Regions from separate parts of the Rattus norvegicus genome. Here region 1 is linked to region 2. A link is a contact called in public Hi-C data. All regions are on one chromosome and are shown on one strand. The core of a region is the stretch at or near the end of the contact, and the rest is flanking DNA. Distances in the headings are between cores, read along the strand shown.

Region 1 (5,365 bases), core at 1,985-4,484, 600 kb after region 2:
TTCTTAGATGTAACTGATGCTCTTAGTTGGAGACAGTTTATGAGCCACCCCTCTCCACTCAGAGGCAGACGTATTTCTGTGACTTTCAGGCCAGGCTAGTCTACAAAGTGAGTTCCAATAGAGCTGGCTGTTGCAGAAAAACCCTGTCTTGAAAAAAGTACAGCCTCCTACCCCGTACCCCTGCACAAATAACCACTAGATTCATTTTACAAAAGAAATCAGTATTCCTATCACATGAGTGATCTGCTGGCCACTCTCATCTATCTGCTCCGCGGAACTGCTGCCTCTTGCCCGGATGTTCACTTGATTCTTTTATCAATGTGCTAAACTCTATAGAACACATGGACTGACTGTATGTTTTCTGAGCACTTCTGAAAAGAATACTGTTTCTTCTTCAATGTGAACTGTCAGCTAACTTTCAATGGAAGGTATATGACATCCACGTGTGTAAATATGTCAAAAGAGAAGGATTTGGAAATGAAACTTGGGAGCAAATAAAAATCATCTTAGAATTACTCAGTCAGAAAAAAAATGGGTTATACAATTATGGCATGTGTCTCTAGTTCCTATAGTGAAATCTCACAAGATAGAAAAGAATCTGCTGAAACATCAGGTTATCAGTAGATGTCATGTAGGGCTTCTAGGTGATTTAATGCTCTTCTGTTTGGCTAACTGAGTATTGCACTTTCTTTTGTGATAAACTATTAAATTTTTAAAATGCAATTTAGAAGCATAGCACAATAAAGAAGCATTCGTTTAACAGAGATTGGCGAACCTACTTTCATTCTTGACTAGACTAAGCATAAAGAGGGGCCTCAGAAGAAAAAAAAATAAGACATTTTGTTTTCTTAAAACATAGGACCTTAGGTTCTTGTGGAACAGACTGGAATCCTCTGTTAATATCCTCATGAAGTCTGTGTTTCCTTACAGTCCTGAGAAAACTATGTAAAGACATTAAGGATCATTGAGTGTGTGGGATAATTTCTTATGATGTTAGTGACTTTGATTTTTTTTTCTCCCTAAAGAAAACTTGAAAGGATTTGGCTTTGTAAAAGCTGCTTTTAACTTAAATATACACCTTTTATTTTTGAAGCATTAAGGAGCTTTATTGATTTCTATTAGATTCAGCTGGGTAAGGATCAGTTACTTGCAATTTAACTACTGGACCCTCTAAGAATAAAATAATGTTCTTTGCTGGAAGCATGGAAATATTTTAAATGCAAATACCTCATGAATCAGTTCCTAATACTCCGCTCTCCAAAAGGGAGAAGGAGTCCGTCTATAAACTGAATCCTTCATTGATTGACATGTGAGCTTTGCCTGCTTGGTTCATTAGTGATATTATTGTAATCTATGTGCTTTTATATCTGTGCCCTTAAGAGGGTTTTAAGTCACCTTATAAGGCAAAACCTTCTATTAAATCAAAATTACCTGATCCCTTGTCAAGGTAAGTTCTCTTGGCAGCAGATGGAGACATCACAGAAAACCTCAACCAAATTAGCTTGAGGAGCCCAGTCTCTCTCTCTCTCTCTCTCTCTCTCTCTCTCTCTCTATATATATATATATATATATATATATATATATATATATATATATAGGAGTGTTGGAAGATACACTTACAGAGTCTCATCAACATGGCAACCTAAACACGAACTAAATAAAGGTAACACCAACAGACATGCTAGAGTGAACTGACATGCTAGAGTGTACCAAGTTATACCTAAGAAGTCTCAATTCTAGATAGAAAACCATGAGCAACTAAGGAATGAAGAAAATATGAGAAACAGTCTTCCCAGAGAAGAGCACAGCAATGGTTATCTAACCTTGAAAATTCTTTCTCAGGGATGGCTCTGTCCTCTGCTGAGTATCACATAAAAGTGAATGGTTTGTATTTATAGACTTTTCTTTTCTTTTGCTTAAAAAAGGGGTCTCACTCTTTACCCCTGGCTGGCCTAGAACTCACCAAAATTCTCCTGGATCAGCATCCCGAGTGCTGAAATTATAGTCCTTTACTCCTATATCTTGTGTCTTAGCCTCACTATACAAAAAATACCTTAAAAATATATGAGTGTTTAAAAATGCTCAACCACTGTCAATTTTCTGGGAGGTTCACTATTAAAGGTAGACGAGGAACAATACCAACAAAATAATTCATCTTCATCTCTCAACCCCATTCACGCAGAATGCCAGACCCAGCTCGCATTATGAATAAATAACGATAAATAACGATAAAGTGTCTAAACGTCCTTCTCTAGATTATTATTTCACTCTTTGTTTTAGCCATTGACATTTAATAAGTCATTCTAGAACTCAGGGATTTAAAAGGAATTATGTTTTTAGTGCAATTCTGTGTGCTGGCTGTTGTCCTTGTTCATTTTATTTGCCATTTTGACGCAACCTATAGTCATCTGAGAGAAAAGCTTCAATTGAGGAACCACCTAGATGATACTGGTTTGGGGGGCTCAGTCTGTGGGGATTATCTTGCTGTTAACTGATGTAGGAGGGACTAAGCCACTGTGGCCTGCACCATCCCTAGGGTAGTGGCCCTGGGCTATACTCAAAAGCTTGGGTAAGCATGAGCCCGAAAGTGGGCAAGGAAGCAGTGTTCATCTCTGGTTTCTGCTTCAGGTCTGTGCCATAAGAGTTGGCCAAGGCTTCCCTCAATGATGGACTGTAATCTGCAAATGTAAGATGAAATAAATCCTGTTCTCTCTTGGGTTGTTTTGGGTCATGGTATTTGTTCCAGCAACAGAATGAAGCTGGGACAGCTGTGCTTCATGGACAGTTGAGGTCACTCATGTACTTGTGTATGCATGATTGTTAGGGATGGAGTCATTTGAGGGCTTCTGTACACACACACAACATGCAGTTCTTAGTACATGTGTTTTACATAGTAAATTAACCTTCACTTTTTCTGTACTGAAGGTCTTGTCCCAGGAACAAATAGATTTTGTCTTATTTAATGGTTTAATATATTTTATAAAAAGTTTAAGTTGATTAATTATAAACCATAGATAATCCAGAATACATTATGCAACATTCCCTGGGATTCAGTTTCAGTCACAGGGCTGGGAGCAAAATTGGTTTGGACTGATTTAGGATGAATGCTTCCAATTCTCGTGTTATTTCTGAATTCGAGGAGAAGTTCAGAGGCATTCATGCTTCCCCAGTCAGTGAATTCACCCTGGCCCAGCAGGCTGGGGAATTCCTTGCAACTCCTTGTTGTTCTGTGTGCTTCACTAAGGAATGTGGCTCTGCAAGCTTCAACAAGCAGATTCTTTCTCATACTGCTTACTCACTGAGTCAACGTGATGTGAAAGCCGCTGGAATAATTAAATAATATTTTGTACAATATTCTCAGATATCAAAACAGTTATGCTCTCATCTCTTTGTTATTCACCCCAACTCCCTACTAAAGTATGTGATTCTCATCTCCCTTAGACAGTTGAAAAAAGGAGGTTCAGAATTTATCCATAACCATGCAGTTAATTAAAGGCATATGACTTGGTAAGCTCTCTGAAGTTCCATTATGCCACGGTGACACACAAAACAGATATGCCCCGGATTAGCTGAAATGCTTAGGACGTCAGTATTACCTTTTATGGAGTGTCAAGGGATAGGGCTTTGTTTTATTGTCTTTGTGTTTAGACTGTGATCATCTGATTATGGAAATTCTTCTGGAAAACACATTAAGGAAAGAGCCAGAGAAATATTTGGGGTAAGGCTGTAGGAACTAACTCAGTCAGTGAAATTATTTAATACTCCAGATACCTAAAATGTTCTAATTGTTTTGTTGTTATTTTCTTTCTGTCCTTTAAAAACAGAAGGGCATGCCTTTCTTCATTATTAAAAAATAGACTTAATGTTTAAAATGGTGCATTATTTAAGTTGTTGTTCCATATCTTAACTATTGATTGGTGTAGATTTTGATATTTTGTGATGCACAGTGTCTAATGATTAGGTTAGGATAATTTGCATATTCATCAGAACTGTGGCCCTAACACTGTGTGATCCTGCTCCCATCCACTGTATCTCTCTGCCCTTGCTTACCATCTTCTTTCTATCTCCCCTCCTTTACCCATCCCAATTTGATATTCATTAATTTACTGGGCGCTTTGAGGAGATTAACTTGGTTTCTGTATATGTATGTGTCACTAATGTGTTTGTGTATATTTGTGTTTACACACACACACACACACATACACACATATATATATATATATACATATATATATATATACACATACACACACACACAAAGGTACAGGGATATGTGTGTGACTGTGTGTATGCATTCACACCCTTCTTACACATGTCTCTACCCACCCCATGAAAAACCCACAAAATTGTGTGTGTTCATCACTGCAACTGCAGACAAGAAGTTAATTTGGGGTGTCTTCTTAAAGAGTTTACCATATTATATATTAATGCAGAGTCTCATATTTGAACCCAGAACTCACTAACTCTAGCTAGGCAGCTTCCTGAGGGGGGAATCCCTTGTCTTTATCCCATTCCTGCACCAATGCCAAGATTGTTATCTTAGGTCACCACATGCACTTAGCATTTACCTGGATTGTGGGGATCCAATTTCTGTCCCTCATATTTGTTCTACAAATGCTTTACACACTGATCCATTTCCCCAGCCTGGGATCAACTTCTTCATATAATAAGAATATGTGACACTGATGTTTGTAAGAAGACTAATTTTGAAAGGTCACTAAAGCAACATGTGAATTGCAAAAACCATTAACATATCATACTATCACAAAAGGCCCAGAGGTCAGCATTTCTTTTAGCATCTAGCAATTTTTTTCAGGAACAACTCTGTATAGAAGATAGAATCAGAATGTCCCAGAAGCGATAGATTCGAAAAGCTCAGTTCTTCCTCTACAGAAGTCAGATTTGAGAGAGGTAAAAGACCTCTTAACAATGCTCAAGTCCAAGTGGATCAAGGACCTCTACATAAAACCAGATATACTGAATCTAATAAAAGAGAATTTTTCTGAACAGAAGACCAATGGCTCAGGCTCTAAGATCAATACTCGATAAATGGGACCTCATGAAACCGAAAAGCTTCTGCAAGGCAAAAGACATCATCAATAGGGCAAATTGAAAACCTATAGATTGGGGGAAAAAACTTCACTAACCCTACATTCAACAGAGAACTAATATCCAAAATACATAAAGAACTCAAGAAATCAACCTCCAAAACCAAAATAACCCAACTAAAAAATGGAATACAGAGCTAAACAGAGAATTCACAACAGAAGAATCTCGAATGGTTGAAAAGCACTTAAAGAAATGTTCAAAGTTCTTAGTCATCTGAGAAATGCAAATCAAAACGACCCTGAGATTCCTCGTTACA
Region 2 (6,156 bases), core at 160-2,659:
TAGGGATGAATAAAGGAATAGCTACTACTGGAGCACTTTTCACGGCTTTGACCATGTTTCATCCTAATAACATAGCAAATGTGTGCATTTTGAAGCATAGATTTATTGAGAACAATCAAAATAACTATTAAAACCATTTGATTTTATAATTGGAAAAACACCAACATTTTCTATCTCCCTTTAGTTCTAAATAAATAACCCCCCTCCCAATGTTGAGAAAAGACTGGCCTGTTGCACTCTTTACCTTTATGCAACCATTTTGTTTCAGACATAATTTACTGAAAAACATTTTTTTAAGAAAATTAGATATATTTAAATACCTTTTGGAAGCTTTGCTACACGCATTTGTTCCAATATAAGATTTTCCACTGTGTATTGCAAGTAAAGGGACACTCTGCCTTTGCTATTTGATGAGGACTCCAGTCTTCCGTCCCCTGCTCCCCTCACTGCATACATCAAGGGCAGCTTCCAGGGTGAGCTTTGTTAGTTTTTCTGAGTGGACTACCCGGTTACTATGCTAGCCACATTCCACACTCGCCCAAGCCATAGGCTTTGACATTCTCCGGGATTGGGAATATGGTTTGGCCTGAGATTCTGAGTTGGATTTGCTAGTTGAGATTCCCGAGCCGGAAATGCCTGAAGGAGCTGGGGCTGGCTAAGCAGTGCAAGCTTTCAAATCTAGGTGTAGCTGTTAATCCTCTCCAGAGGCATCTCAGTCTCCCGGCGCAGCTTCGCTGGCTGCGAGCAAGATGTATGCTTTTCATGTACTGCGTACTCATGGGCTGAAGGATGATTGATTTCTTTCACAGTTATAGAAACAGCGATTGGTGATCATACCACACATACAGTACACACCAAGTTAGCGACCTTTCGTTTTTGTAGCCGAGAAAAATCTGCCTTTCCTAGTCTATCTCAAACGCTCAACTTTCCAACTTGCAGTTTTCCGTGAAGCTCTGCGCGGATAGCAATTGCTTGAAACAGAGCGGAGCTATTTATTATTTAAAAAAATGATTTTAAGTCTGTGAGAAACTTCTCACATTCGGCTATTTTGTCAGACTTTCCCTCGCTGGCTTGCACACGCACATCTTTGACCCGTCCTGCTGACAGAGCAAACGTGGCTACTTGGATCCCTCATGGAACCAAGCTAGTCATTTCTTTCTAGAGAGTAACAGCAAGCGAAGTTTCTGGGACAATGGTAAGAAAAAGCATGGAAAACACTTACCAGGAAGACGAGGGAAAAAGCAATCCTTTATACCCTGCTGCTACAGCTGTAATTCCATTGCCTGTGAGTTGAAGTAAAAACCCTCCCCCGTCTCCGGAGCGCGGCATCCAGTGCACACAAAGCCACAGCAGCTGCAGCCTGAGCCCGTCCTGCTTCAGATCACTCCTGCGCTGAGGACTGCGCGCGAGAGCATCCAGTTGACTGCGCGCAGCCCACCTCTAAGTCTGAAGTTTAAAGCTTCACCTCGCAGTGGTTGAGGAAGGGGGTGATGTCATAGGTGGGCAGGACTTAGCCCAGCTCTTGTTCAGTGAGGTAACTGGATAATCAGACAGATGAGCTTTGCCAACGCTAGAGGGGGTGAGAGAAGCCGAAATGAGCCTCTCGGCTTGCCAAAGCCAAGATGCCATTTGGTTTGTAGGCAGCAACTCTGGAATCTCTGCGCTCCCTAAAGTTTACTACTACAGGGTGGTGGTAGCACATCCAGAGAAACACAAGCATGCTAGAAGGATATTTATAAGATCACAGTAGAGAAACTGGTGTCTGAGGCCCAAGTCATCTATATTGGAAATAAGTTAATGAAAGTCAGATTATTTTTAATTACATTATAATCATATTATAACTTTGGAGAATGGAGGATGGCAATCCTAACTAATATTTATTTGGCAAATGAAGAGAAAGCAGGGTCAAATGCTGATTTACTTAAGGAGAACAATAAAGATTATTGAAGAAAGCAGTCTTATTGGAAAGTAGAAAGGTTTTTTCCATATTCATTTTTACATAATGAAGGATGTTTCATGTACTACTAGAGAGACCGCCTACATGTGTGCATAAGGGCGTCCCTCTACTTTAGAACTAGGTAGACACAATCACTCCTACTTCTTCTCTGAAATTAAAAAGGTTGAGACTATCCAGAATCTCTTTTTATGGTTTTTGCTGCCCTGAGCCTGGCTTCAGTCATCAATACCTTAAAATATCTGTTAGAGATAGTTCTTCCGATATTAAATTATTTTAGTTTGAGTACATGAATAAATATTGACAGTTGCAAGACACTGAGATTTCTCTGCCTAATTAACAGGATTTTAAGACCTTAATTTCCAGGGATAATTTTATCATCAGTTTTCTGTTATTTGGACTTGTGAGTTTTCCCCTAAGTGACGAATCTTGTTTCTATATTTACCCAAATAGCAATTTCCTTTAGCTTCCTTATTTGCTTGATTCTTACAAGTTCAGAACTTTATCCTCTCTAAGAAATTTTCTGTTTGTCTCTAAAGGCTGGTTGTCTGTCTTAGGAGCATGTAGGTTTTTTTTTTTTCCATTTTTTTCATTTGTTAGTTTCATTTAACGTTTAACCTGTGTTTGGCAATGGTTTGACCTTTAGGATTCCCCTCCAAGCATGAGTGGAAGGTGACCCCTTGATAAGAGATGTTCTGACACCTATTGTTCTATGATTGCTCTCTAGCTGACTTCTGAGGAATGGCCCCCTGAATGAAAGTGGACTTTAGCATTTTAACTTCTATTGAGAAGACAGTTTCTTAGAGGAGTTCAGTAGTGCAAGTTAAACTGAGAGGTGGCTGCTTGAGTTTTGATGGAAAAAGTAGGAGTAACTGATAATCTCTCCAGAAAGGACAGGAGTGCTTTCAGTTACTGAAAATCAAACACCTGGATTAAATTTTTTTTTGAAATAATTCTTTCTAGAAGCCATTTTCAGATGAGAGTTGATTCTATTTAAAAGGGAAAATTTTGCCTGACCAAATTCCTGTGGGCTTATATCCATATTTAATCAGTTCTGTCTCCATTCAGCTGCCTGAAAGCCTTCAACGGAAAAGAGAGATAAATGGGAAGTTTGGGTCACAGGTATCTTAAAGGCAAGCTGGCTGGCTGGCCTGGGAGAGAGGTGCTCGCCTGAGGATGCCATTCACTATATGACCTCATGTAACCTGCTCTTTGTTTTGGTTTCATTCCATGGGAAATAAAGGCAACAAGAATTTATTGAATGCCAGCTATGTATTCTGCCCCGCCTTCAAGCTGTGAATTAAAAATGTATCATGCGCAAGAAATTGTGGAAAGCATAATCTATCCTAAAGGTACTAAGAGGCAAATCCTAAAAGAGCCTTCCCCATCATATTTCCTTTTACATATATTTCCATATATGTATATATATTCCTTTTATAAAAAATTAAATTACATTTATCTGTTTATATGTGTGGGTTCCAAGAGACCCACACGTCATGATGTAAGTGTGGAGGTCAGATGATAACTTACAGGAATAGGTTTTCTTCAACCATGTGGGTGCCAGAGTCCAAATTCAAGTTTTCATGCTTAGCACTCTGCTTAGAACTCTCAGAGGCACTGTTTGGTTTTGGACCCAGGAAAAGGGACTGAGGTACACGTTTTACACATCAAAGCAGTCCCAACGTTCCTTAGTCCTACCTAGCATACCCTGCCCCCAACCCTGAGCTTTGCAGCTGGTCTGCCCTTCCCCCAGAGGCTCGCGCGTGCGCTCTCTCTCTCTCTCTCTCTGTCTCTCTCTGTCTCTTTCTCTCTCTCTGTCTCTCTCTCTCTCTCTCTCTCTCTCTCTCTCTCTCTCTCTCTCTCTCTCTCTCCCCCTCCCTCTCTCCCTTCTTCCGTCCCTCCGTCCTCTGCTCCCCCCTCCTTCTTCTTCTCCTCTTTGTGAATTCGTGAGCCTTTTCTCTCTTTCTCCCCGCTCCCATTCCCTTCTCTCACACCATGGTGACTGGTGTCTTCCCTGACTTCTGTCCTTGGAGCCAGTAAACTCACCTGAGAGCAGCTTCCCAACAAACCTGAATTTAATGTAATCTAATGCGGCTTATATCGGCTTATATCACCAGTGGAGAAATAACCTATCAGGTACCAGTCATAAATACTCGGGGTTTCGAGAGGAGGTGGGTGGAGGCTCCACCTCTCGCTATCATTAGACCCTTGAAACTCTGTTGCAGGTAAGCCTACTGAACGCTTACTCTCTGCAGACTCCTAGCAAGGCTGAAATGCCACAGGTTGCTTCAGGTTGCTTTCCGACTATGTACTCTGAAAGAGACCACCAGAAAGGATGGGTGTCCTAGTTGAAGGAAGGGAGACGGGCAGTTTTCTTTATGATACCCACTAGGCTGCTATGTGAAGGAGGGGACTGTAGTCTCACAGCAGGAAGGACTCAAAGTCTGTCTGTGTGTGGTGAGGAGGGCCGCCCCGTCTCAGCATATGGCCTTCAGAGTCTTCTGTCTATCTGGACGCTCTCTAGGTCTTTGCCATACCACCATAGACAAATCACTTAGTATTTCTGAGTCTTTAGCTTGGAGCCTGACTGCTTTTACTAAGATGGGGTCATGCGGGTGTGTGGGAATAGCAGTATTATTCAATGGAGTTAGAAGAGGGTCAATAACATGGTTCTCTCGACTTCTTTTTGCAGTTGTTCTGAAGGCAGGAGATGGAAGTGCATGGAGAACAGGAGATTGTCCTACCTGATTCCTGTCTTCCTATGTCACATGGCTTTATGTTCCCATGTTAAACTCCGATTGAGCCCTAGAAGACTTTGAGGGTTGAAGACTATTTATTGTCACTTTCCATTTCCTTGTGTTTTGTAAGATGTCCACAACTCTAACGTTGTCACTGAGAAAATGTCTTTCAGAAAGGAAACAACCAGCTTAGGAATGGACCACTTTGATAACATCCTAGGTTTAGAGCCCAGAGATGGTTGAAACTTGCCCCACCAGAGTGAGTTTGTGCTACCTGACACCTCTGCTTGTGAGAAGAGGTGTTCCCTTGTCAAAATTAGGGGACATTAGGTTTGGACCCAGGTTTTCCAGGCTCCGTCATTTTCTTGTGTATCAGGTAGAAAAATGAAACCCTGCAGATGGACTTTAAGCTCCGGGTAAAGCCACAATCACTAGTGATTACCTAACATCCCAGTCTCCTAACTTGCCTATGTGTAGGCTCTCATTCATCTTTATCAACACGAAGTGACTACTTTGTAAAAGACACTGCTGGTATAGATGATCCCGGACCACGCCCTCCTGTGAGGTTTTGAGATTAAATCTTAGGGCACATCAAAGTTTATTTAAGTTGGAAATGCTGCTGACGATCCCTTGTCCCTAGGGAGACTACTGATGAGAATACAAACTCTTCCCAGCTCGAGGAGGAAGAAAAGGTAGCTGTGGCTTTGGTATGTTAAACATCTAGAACTGCTGTCAGCTGAGACTGCATAGCAAGGTACTGAAAGTCTGAGCTGCACTATGATCCACGGTTGGGATGGACAGGTTCCTGTGAGAACTTCAAACATAGCTTAGTAGAAGCCTCCTGTCAGCATGGACACAGTTCTGGCCTTTTCAGTATCGTACACCAGCACCTTGGGAGCCCTGGCTTTCCTCTTAGGTGGCACCAGGTGTACATCCTACATCCCCCCCCCCCCCCCCCCATTAGCACAGTGATTCAGGGAAGGGAAGGCTCTTCCGAGAAGCTCCTGCACTCATTTATTTAAACTGGGATAGAGTCTCATTCCAGAAGCTACTGTCTAGAATGGAGCAGTAAGAATGGACCACTGCCCCCATAGGAGCTGTACTCAAAGTGGCTCCTTCTTACAAGCAGACTGGCACATGCCAAGGAGAACAGCCTTTCATTTAGAGAATGAAGCAAGAGATGTTAGAAATCATCATTTTCAGGCAATTTGGTGTACTGAAACTTGTATGTATTTTATAAATTTATAGACTTGAAGCTACTCTGTTTCTCTCTCTCTCTCTCTCTCTCTCTCTCTCTCTCTCTCTCTCTCTCCCTTTCTTCTAAAGTTTCTTTTAAAGTTGCCAAAACATCTTTGAAAGATTTTTCTGTCTGTGGACCCGTGAGTCTAGCCCATTTTTCCCCTGTCAACAGGTAGCGAAGCATGCCAGGACACATCAGTCCTGCATCTAAGCATGAGCCTATGC

Evidence for each region. A called contact is a pair of places that touch in the nucleus more often than the background predicts.
Region 1: a Hi-C map of Schwann cells shows a contact between it and region 2, with 4 times the contacts expected there. The contact joins the enhancer-like site here to the promoter of Flrt3 in region 2. A contact is called at or near these places in 3 of 12 Hi-C or Micro-C datasets (the Rat2 cell line, Schwann cells and mammary epithelial cells).

What each region holds. Positions count from the first base shown.
Region 1 is chr3:149,057,042-149,062,406 of GRCr8, forward strand. All of the region lies in intron 5 of Macrod2 (mono-ADP ribosylhydrolase 2), which reads left to right. It overlaps LOC134486164 (a long non-coding RNA gene), which reads left to right. Exons shown (of 2, transcript XR_010064918.1): 2 at 1-5,365. Among named protein-coding and RNA genes, the nearest start is that of Flrt3, 600 kb to the left of the region's middle. Within about 2 kb of position 3,235, at least 10 of the 93 cell types and tissues checked have an H3K27ac peak or open chromatin away from gene starts, as enhancers often do. A contact at or near this core is called in Schwann cells, where this site is marked.
Region 2 is chr3:148,459,996-148,466,151 of GRCr8, forward strand. Flrt3 (fibronectin leucine rich transmembrane protein 3) reads right to left here and starts at 1,410. Exons shown (of 3, transcript NM_001126291.1): 1 at 1,223-1,410. The region is part of intron 3 of Macrod2 (mono-ADP ribosylhydrolase 2); the gene reads left to right.